2 separate regions of the Mus musculus genome follow, and region 2 is linked to region 1. A link is a contact called in public promoter capture Hi-C data. All regions are on one chromosome and are shown on one strand. Each heading gives the region's core, a stretch centred on a gene start, on an enhancer-like site or on the middle of the called end of the contact. The rest is flanking DNA. Distances are from core to core; before and after follow the strand shown. Region 1 overlaps Pxk (PX domain containing serine/threonine kinase). Region 2 holds the start of Kctd6 (potassium channel tetramerisation domain containing 6).

Region 1 (4,801 bases), core at 740-3,239:
CAAATTTCCATTGTTTGAGCTGTCCACTGCCCAAAAGCCCTGGAGACCTGAAATCAGCTTCCTCCTGAGCTGAAGGCTGAGATGGCACCCCAGATTCTCCAGTGACTCGTGCCCACCCTTCTCACCCTCTCTGACATGGAACAGACCCTGTGTGCGGATAAGAGAGCGTCAATCACCAAGGTCCTAAAAGACAGACAGGAGCACTAAGAAGCCCAGGCTACACCAGCCTAGGCACCTGTAGTTACTTCCTAGAGAGCTCCCTCCCTCCTCGCCTTCCTGCCACCACACATTTACTCTTGGTATGCAAGGGAGTTGGGAGCACTTGGGCACTGTGGCAAGTCATTATAGTCTGGTGCTGACATTTTCCAAATTGGACATGTACTAGGTCACATGATATGTGGCATAAAAGAAGAGAGAAGAGAATTAAGAGGAACCTCCACCCTGCAGAAATAAAACCTTTGCATGGGCAGGACACCAGTGAACCAAACCAAGCCCCGGCCCAGCCTACATGACCTTCCTCTTCCCTTCCTCTCACCCTAAGGGCTCAGCTCGTTTGTTTCTCTGAGTATATCGTCCACACTTAACTTAAGTCTCTTGGGGTTGTAAACATGGAGAAGCATCACCCTCATGAAAGAGCAAGGGAGCTGCGCTTTGTGAGAGCAGCTATCTGGTCTGGGATGGGAGGCAGCCCTGCCTTGTCTACCTGGTCTGAGATGAGAGGCAGCCCCACTGCCTTGTCTCCAGAGATGAGCCAGTTCTCTCAGGTGACTCCCAAGCTCACTTCTCTACTGGCACTGGTCCCTCACTGGAAGGACCAGGGAGAATGCTGCAAACAAGAGACAAACAGTACTTCTCTGCGCTGGAACTTCCCATGGCTCCCACTGGCCACAGGTTAAGTCCCCAACCAACCTTCTACATTCTCGTACATCCTGACCAAACGAACCTTTTCTTTCTATTTAATACTTCTCTATCAGACTGCTGATATCCTAAAAACTCCTGTTTTATGCCGTTCAGTCTGCTGTTCAAAATATTTAAATCCTGGAGTGCTCAGCTTTTTAAATGTTAACGCTATTTCCGTCCGTCCCGTGTCCATGCTTGGGAAAATAGCTCTCTCTGACTGGATTAGTCTGGAAGAGCTCTGCACGTTTCTTACGTTGCCGATCTCCCCCGGCACACTGTGAGGTCAGCACCGAGACAGAGCAAGGGCTCCTGAGAGGCTTTTGCCACGGACCTCGCCCTTGGGAATGAGAAAGTCTGTACCTACCATAAACAGGTAAAATCTACGTGCTCTAAAAAAGGGCCACAGGATCTCTAGGTCTCAGATTGAGACCTCTCTAAGGAACTAACATTCAGGCTAGGTGTGGTGACACATACTCAGGAGGCTAACACAAGATAATAGAGTTCACAGGCCGTCAATCTTCAGGCCTGCTGGTAACACAGTGAAGACCTTGAGTCAAACAAGCAAGCAAACAAACAAACAACCATACTTTGTTTAAGGTTCAAACTTAGAAAGCCAAACAGTGCAGCAGCTGTGACTGAGGCAGAGACATCCTGAGGGTCATCATGTCTTCTGAGGAACTCTCAGAATAGAATGGCTTGTTCAGCTCACTGGCACCTGCCTGGCTCTACCATCCTTAATATATCACTTAGAATGAATGATTTACTCTTTGCTCTGATAAATGGGCATCATTTATCACTGTTTCTTCTGTAGACTTTCAGTGCTAGAACCTAGTTTTTATTCTCTGTCAATTTCTGTGCAAATCAACAGTGTGCAAAAAAAGAAAAAAAAAACACCCTCAAACAAATGAAATTCTTAAGGATTTTAAAGGCATCTGAAGAACCACAAATTCTTAATATAAACTCTGGCAGGTGAGAGAAGCCAAGCGCATCTCCTTCCAACCACTAGAGTCTGTTTAAAACTTCTAACTAATTACATCATAGAACCTTCAGCTTTATTCTTCCCCAAACAAAATCCCCCTATTTGGTTTATGCAAAACCAAAAAGTGTAGTTTCTTTCTGCTCACAGCATAGTCAAGGAAAGCACACAGCCCACTTTGATCTCTGCAGTGAACACGTTCATGATCTCAGGCCCTTTTGAAGTCCATGCTCTCTTCCGTGGAATGGTCTCTCCCAACAGAAGAGCTGGTCTGCACAAACTTCAGAGACAGATGGTGCTCCAGTTAGAGACAGTCCGAGAGGAAGCACTCTGAACTCTGCTGACCTCAGACAGGGCTACAGAATGCATGTGCTTGTTTGTGTCTCAGACAGGGTCTCTCACTGCGTAGCCAAGGCCGAGCCCGAGTTCATGATTCTCTTGCCTCAGCCCTCCAAGTACTGGGATCATAGACGTGTGCCACCTAGCCTTTGGATGCATGTTAAACAGGCAACTCTTGGAGCATTTTATAGTATAGTGGCCCTTAGATTCTACCAAGAAAATGATATAATTTGCTAAAATGAGAACTCAGTAACTAATCCTTATATCACACATAATGGCTCCTCAAAAAAAAAAAGCTGTTAAATGAAATATAACTTTCACTTATTTGTCCAGTTATTTGTGTGCCTCAAAACTGTAGAAACAGATGCACTGGCCATGGGGTACCACCTGTCACACAGCTAGGACAGAGCATTAAGCAGATGAACTGACCTGCTGGAGGGCCAGTTTCTCTGTGTGTCTGACCCAGGGACTGCAGAGGGCTGAAGTGTCCCTCTCCTTTATGCCACTGGCGTCAGGACACAGGGTAGCGACAACAGACACCCTGACTCAAGGCCCAACTGGTACCTTCTAGTTTACCAGGATAATTTTTCTGAGCCTCAGTTTACCCCTCTACACAATCCTATCTTTCCAGTGCAGCTATGTCGAATACTAAATGAGAGCGCTGTCAGAGGTGCCACTAGGATGGTCAGGTTCCGAGTTCTCAAAGTGTCTGCAGTCTTTACGGCATAGCAGTGCCTGGGTCAAAAAGAGAACAGCAGCAGCCATTCTCCTCAGCAGGGATAACAAGTCCAACTTCTGTCACTCTAGCCCTACGACTCCTATTCCTCCCCACTTTACCACACTACAATGTCATGGTCAATTAACATACGTAAATTTTATAATAAGGAAAATCAAGGTTTTTGTTTTTGTTTTTTCGAGACAGGGTTTCTCTGTGTAGCCCTGGCTGTCCTGGAACTCACTCTGTAGACCAGGCTGGCCTCAAACTCAGAAATCCACCTGCCTCTGCCACCCAAGTGCTGGGATTAAAGGCATGTGCCAACACTGCCCTGCTGAAAACCAACTTTTAAAACATTTATTTACTCTGTGATTTACTCTGTGTGTGTGTGTGTGTGTGTGTGTGTGAGAGAGAGAGAGAGAGAGAGAGAGAGAGAGAGAGAGAGAATATGACCCTGTAGAGTTGGAGTTGGCTTTCCCTGACCATGTGGACCTCAGGGATTTTGTTCAGGTTGTAAGTCAGGTTGTAAGCACATTTACCTGTTGAGCGATCTCATTGGCCCCAAAACCAGTTTTTAAGAAGTAAGTTGGCGGATTTCTGAGTTCGAGGACAGCCAGGGCTACACAGAGAAACCCTGTCTCGAAAAACAAAACAAAACAAAAAATAAAGAAGTAAGTTGGTTTGTAGGCTGGGGCATTCATTGCACAGCAGTAGAATACTTGCCCAGCTGGAGGCTAGAGAGCTGGAGGCACTTTGTTCAATCCCAGCACTGAGAGAAAACACAACACATTGGAGGCTACACTTATCATTTAAACTGCACAGCTTTAAGCAAGACTTCTGAGAGGAAAGGACTGAGATGCCACATCTGATTATCAATAACAAATAGAGTTGATCCCTCTTTTCATTTGATAAGGGACCATCCTGTCATCACCCACTGGTGGGTTTTTTTGGTTGGTTGGCTGGGTTAGTCTTTCAAGAAAGGGTTTTTCTGGGTAACAGCCTGGGCTGTTTTGGAATTCACTTTGTAGACCAGGCCTGCCTCTACTTCCCAAGTGCTGGAATCAAAGGCCTGTACCACCACCCAGCCACACATTGGCATTGTAATTGTTCTGGGGAGAATAAAAAACATAACCTGAAAAAAAAAGTAAATTAAAATTTCTATCTGCATGAAAACTGATGAAATAGGTGTGGGAAGGCTGCTGAGGTGCATCTTAGAAGCTTGACTCTCCAGCACCTCGTTAACAGCAGCACGGTGACACACACCCTCCTGACAGCACTCGGGACAGACGGGGAGGAGAGTCAGAGGATCAAGGTCAACTTCAGAGATTCAAGACCAGCTAGGGGTTGCGTGAGGATCTGGAAATTCTGAGTGAAGTTAAGCGGCTACAATATCACTTCCTGGTTTTAATAATGGTTCTTACCAAGACGGAGAGATGAGGACACCAAAGTCTCTTCAACCCAGTGAGAACATGACGGTGTCCTAACACATGGACTCTAGTTCATAACAGCTGTGTGTGTCACCATGACGTTACACACTATGCTGTCATAGCTTTCTCAAAGGGCACAAGCTCTCTCTAAGACCATTCAGTTTATTCCAAGTCCCAACTAAAGGCCAGAGTTCAGAGAGTTAGTACCTTAGACATAGTCCCTGAGCTCTTAGTGAGAGTGACCGGGAAGTTGGCCTCTAAGACAGACCCAAGGACAAGGCCGCTCCTACATTCCATGACCTTAGTTAGGCACACACTTCCGCATTGTGCAGGTTCCTTTCGGCACATTCAGGTCAGCTGGGTAAGCAGAACCAGCCTATCAGGTCAGGAGGATATGGCCTGCACGTAGCTGCATGGTGACTGAATGACACAGGCTGACTCAGG
Region 2 (4,801 bases), core at 881-3,380, 100 kb before region 1:
ACGCTTTCTGGGTAGCCCTTCCAAGTGCTTTTCTACTGAAACCTTTGTGTCTGCCATCCCAAAATGAAGACCGGTAAATTTTCTCTCTCCACCTATACTTACCTTCCAAGCTGCCTTTGTACTGAGTTTCTCTGTTCTTGGGAACGTGGGAGTTTGAAAGTGAAATACTTTTTATAGTAATTGGTTCAGTGGCATCTCCTGGCGTCTTCGGAGTTAACATCCACATACAGGCCAGCACAAGTAGCGAGCGCACAAGGATAATGGGATTATAAAGCTAAATTACCACTAACTAAACCCCTCTCTCAACCTCGTGGGCTAGAAGAAAGGAAATGTAGGCAAAAAGGGAGAAAGTCCTACAAGAAATTATGAATCTTCTGACAGTATCAAACCAGAAGAATATATACTCTCCAGCTTAAGTGCTGTCAGAGTCACAAATCATAAAATTCTACTTTCCCTCAGTTTCCACCAAAATGGGTATTATGACCTTCCCAAAAGTAACCACACCGTTTAAACACAATGGAGGTAAAACTGGCCGACAGGGCAGTGAGGAGTGGCGCTCTGGATTCACGTGCAGCATGCCAGCAGAGGGCTGTGAGAACCTGAGTAGACCGCCCTTTACTACTCGCAGCATCACCAAAATTTAAATAGGTAAGTCAGACACGGTGGGCGAACATGCAGGTTAGGACCAATCTGTGTTCCCACTCTGTCCCGTCCCTGGCCCTCCTTTCCCGGAGATCCCACCGCAGTTGCCGTGAGAAAAACTAAAGGTAAAATGATGTCCAGCGTTCGCAGAGACAAACAGACACGTGAGCTCTCGGGACTTCTAGAAAGCATGACTCAGGGTTGTCTCAAGATAAAGCAGAAGACACACATACGTGTTCCGTTTAAAATAGACCCCAACTATTAAAATCCAGGATGCGACGATGGATCATAGGAGTGACCATAAGACTGCTTTCCACGCTATTGCTTCAGCTAAAATACACTTTAAAAATTTTCAAATTCTATGGCCATCTTTCTACCTACGGTATTACAAAAAACTAAGAATCCGTGTGGGCTCCTGGTTTTCATCCAAAGGGTGATTCTCCCACCCTACCTACTTAGATCTTTACTCTTTTGAAACACTTCTGGCTTTGGGCCTGTAATACCCCACCATTATTCCCATACTAGAATATCTGCAACAGCGAAAAAGATGAGCCTGCCAAGGGGGGTACATTGGAGCAGGTTGTTTGGGCTATCCCAGACATTCTTAGCTAAACCAGGTCACATCGGTCTATTTGTCTGCATCACGAAATCCTGAAACCAGGTTTATCAACTTGCTGTATGTACTGGTGTACAGAACAGAAACATGACAACTTCAGCAGAATATCCAAACAGGATCTCAGTCACGTTTCGTTTCCCCGTCCCACCCCCAGACACAGCCTCCGCTGCCATCGCCCAGCAGGTGCTGCAGGGGCTCCCCACGACCTCGCCAAGGATCACCTCTTAACACCCAGCACTAAATCGCCGTGACATCCCAAAATTCCGGTAAAAAGCTGCAATTTGTGCACAAAACCCAAAAAGCAGAGCTTTAAACTAGGGCAGTGGCGGCTAATAAACACCACTCCCCAAAACACCAACCCTTTGCCCCGCAGAGCCCGCTGGTCCCTACTCCGCGGTCTCCCGCAAGCCAAGCCCGGCCGGCCACGCGCACCGAGCCCCGAACCCGAGCCGGAGCCCAAAGCCCGAGGCGGCCGCGCGTCCCCGATTTCCCCGCCCAGGCCCCGCCGCGGGCTCGTGCCAGCCCGGGGACGCGCGGCCGCCACCCGCCGTTCTCCTCAGCCCGACTTCCCGCAGCCCCGGCCCGCAGGCCCCGCTCGCGCCCCACTCACTGCACGAGCGCGGAGGCGACCCGGCCGGGAGACGCCGGCGGCCCGAGAGCGCGAGCGCGGGGACGAGCGAGCCCGCGCCCCGCGGCGGCAGCGGCGGCGGTGGCGGCGGCGGCGGCGGCGGCGGCAGAGGGGACGAGTGAGCCGGAGCCCGGAGTTGCGGCTCCAGCTGCCCGGCGCGGGCGGCGCCTTCTCAGCAGAGTCGCGGCGCCGAGAACGCGGACGCCCCCTATCGGCGGCGCGGGGCGAAGGCCGGGAAGCCGGATCGCCGCGGGCACTCTGGGCGCTGCCGGGGCGGCGTGGTCAGGCGGGCTCTGCAGCAGTCCCGAAGCCCCGCCTCCGTCCCGTTCCTATCCCCGCCCCGCCCAGGACTCCCGCGCGGAGCTCCGCCCAGGCCACGCCCCTAACTCCCCCTCCGCTTTCAGCCTCTCCTCCTGGCCGCCAGCAGTCTCTTCCCTGCTTGCCCAGGACTCCTTCTCCGCAACTGTTTCTCCTCAGCTGTTTTCACTAAGTCGATAGACCTCATCGCATGCAGGGCTTAGAGAGAAGAGCAGCCACCCAGACCGAGGCGCGTCTCAAGACTCAAAAAAGCAGCCAGTAGACACACACAAGACAAGTTCGAATCCTGGTGAGAGCGGTCCAATAAGAAGGCTGCCTTGGCCGGGCTTGGTGGCATACGCCAGAACTCCGGAGGCAGAGGCAGGTGGATTTCTGAGTTCGAGGCCAGCCTGGTCTACAAAGTGAGTTCCAGGACAGCCAAGGCTACACAGAGAAACCCTGTCTTGAAAAAACAACAACAAAAAAAAGAAGGCTGCCTTGGAGAATAAGGGAAGATGTGACGATCTGATATATATAAAATATTAGTATACATTTAATGTTATTAATATTGATGTAATTATATTATATTAATATATACATAATAATGTAGTTAATATTATTAATGTATTAATATATAAGACTCCTGGCCTTATATATTAAGGCAGGCCATTCTGTAAAGTAATGGCTTAGAGGGACCACCGATCCAGCCTTTTAGGCAGAGAAGAGCAGCCAGTTAGAAGGGCAGAGCTAACTAACGTCATCCTGTGTAATACCTCTGAGGATCTTAGTCTGGATGGGACTGGCAAGGGTAATGTCCCTTCAGGAAGGACATCAAGGCTGCAGGGCTAATTGGATTCCATGCATAGACAAGATGCAAAAGCCACCACTTCTAGCTAGCCAGATCTCAATCCACTTCTACATGGGTGAAAAGCCACTGGCCTTAGAAACTCACCTGGGCCAGGCATAGTAAAAGTAGTGCACATCCTTAATGCCAGCACTTAGAGGCAGTGGCATGTGGGTCTCTTGTGAGCTCTAGGTTAGCCTGGCCCACATAGCTAGTCTCTAGGACAGATGAGGCTACATAACGAGACCCTTTCTCAAAAGAACAAAACAGAAACTTACCTGGTTTACACATCTGCATGTTTGTGAGGTGGTTCTGAAATCTAGTTTTTATATGTATGATCATCATCTAATATTCTATTTTTTCTCCAAAAATCAAATTGATAGGTTAAATAAGCAATGTGGACTTCAACACAATGGACGGCTACATTGACATCTAAGCAAGGATACAAACTAATTAAGAATATGGGAATAGGGCTGGAGAAATGGCTCAGCGGGTAAGAGCACTGACTGCTCTTCCGAAGGTCCTGAGTTCAAATCCCAGAAACCACATGGTGGCTCACAACCATCTGTAATGGGATCTGATGCCCTCTTCCGGTATGTCTGAAGTCAGCTAAAGTGTACTTATGTATAATAATAAATAAATCTTTTTAAAAAGAATATGGGAATATGCTCCTGCAAATCAGGACACAAAATCATACATACAGGACCCCAATGTTGATTTTAATACATACAGTACCCCAATGTTGATTTTAATACATACAGTACCCTAATGTTGATTTTAATACATACAGCACCCCAATGTTGATTTTAATACATACAGTACCCCAATGTTGATTTTTTTTTCCCTATTTTTTTGTTTGTTTTGAGACAAGTCTTCTCTGTGTAGCCTCGCTGTGCTGGAACTCACTCTGTAGACCAGGCTGGCCTCAAACTCAGAGATCCGACTGCCTCTGCCTCCCAAGTGCTGGAATTAAAGGCGTGCGCCACCACTTCCTCACCCACCCTCCCATTCCCCCCCCACCCCCCGGCAGCCCCTACTAACATTGATTTTTTTTTTAAAGGAGTACACATAGACAAAAACTTTGATGACTAAACCATTGAACATGGTATTCCAAGGCAACAGGATACAAATGTTAGTAACTTTTGCAAAAGATTTTCTCAAAAATTATGTGTATTTAAAAATTTATATATTTTGCTTGCAATGTATGTAAGATGCTGCCTGTGCTACTTTCAATGCCTGTGCAGGCCAGAAGATGGTGGTGCATCCCTTGGAATTGACCTTATAGACGGCATTCTTAGCTACCATGTGGAGCTGGGAATAGAACCCTGGTCCTCTGGAAGAACAGCCATCTCTCCAGCCTCCACTTATTGCTTCTTAATGTTCTTCTGAATTTTATTTATTTTCTACAATATGTGGATATTGGACTTACAGTCAGAAAAATACAATGAGTATGGATGTTTGTCTTTGTGGTACTAAAGACTGAATCCAGGACAGTACAAACTAAACACTCTCTGTACTGCTAAACTATACCACTTGTCCCATAATGTATTCTACAAAAAGAAAACATAGAAATCACTGATGATCAACATCTCTCGGATTTGGCATCACTACAATTGAACTGCTTTTAATTTACTGGTATCTCTGGAAAAGTCACCTCCCATATTTCTCCAAATAAAGACCATATATATATTTAAAGACAAGGTTATCACCAAGTAGATCAGGCTGGGTTCAAAGTCACAGAGATCTTCCAGCCTCCTGAGTGCTGGGATCTAAA

Evidence for each region. Promoter capture Hi-C pulls out the DNA fragments that hold promoters and counts their contacts.
Region 2: a contact with region 1 is called in a promoter capture Hi-C map of pre-B cells. The contact joins the promoter of Kctd6 here to the enhancer-like site in region 1. A contact is called at or near these places in 7 of 39 promoter capture datasets (the C10 cell line, the HPC-7 cell line, cranial neural crest and 4 more), 5 of 484 Hi-C or Micro-C datasets (CD8 T cells, Th1 cells, cortical neurons and 2 more), 10 of 115 datasets of contacts at active chromatin or transcription factors (the 230-238 cell line, embryonic forebrain, embryonic stem cells and 3 more) and 3 of 9 other capture datasets (adipose tissue, liver and pancreatic islet).

Annotation. Positions count from the first base shown.
Region 1 is chr14:8,111,654-8,116,454 of GRCm38.p6, reverse strand. The region is part of intron 1 of Pxk (PX domain containing serine/threonine kinase); the gene reads right to left. Among named protein-coding and RNA genes, the nearest start is that of Pxk, 16 kb to the right of the region's middle. Within about 2 kb of position 1,989, at least 29 of the 459 cell types and tissues checked have an H3K27ac peak or open chromatin away from gene starts, as enhancers often do. A contact at or near this core is called in the 230-238 cell line, microglia and pre-B cells, where this site is marked.
Region 2 is chr14:8,211,410-8,216,210 of GRCm38.p6, reverse strand. It overlaps Kctd6 (potassium channel tetramerisation domain containing 6), which reads right to left and starts at 2,130. Exons shown (of 3, transcript NM_027782.3): 1 at 1,869-2,130.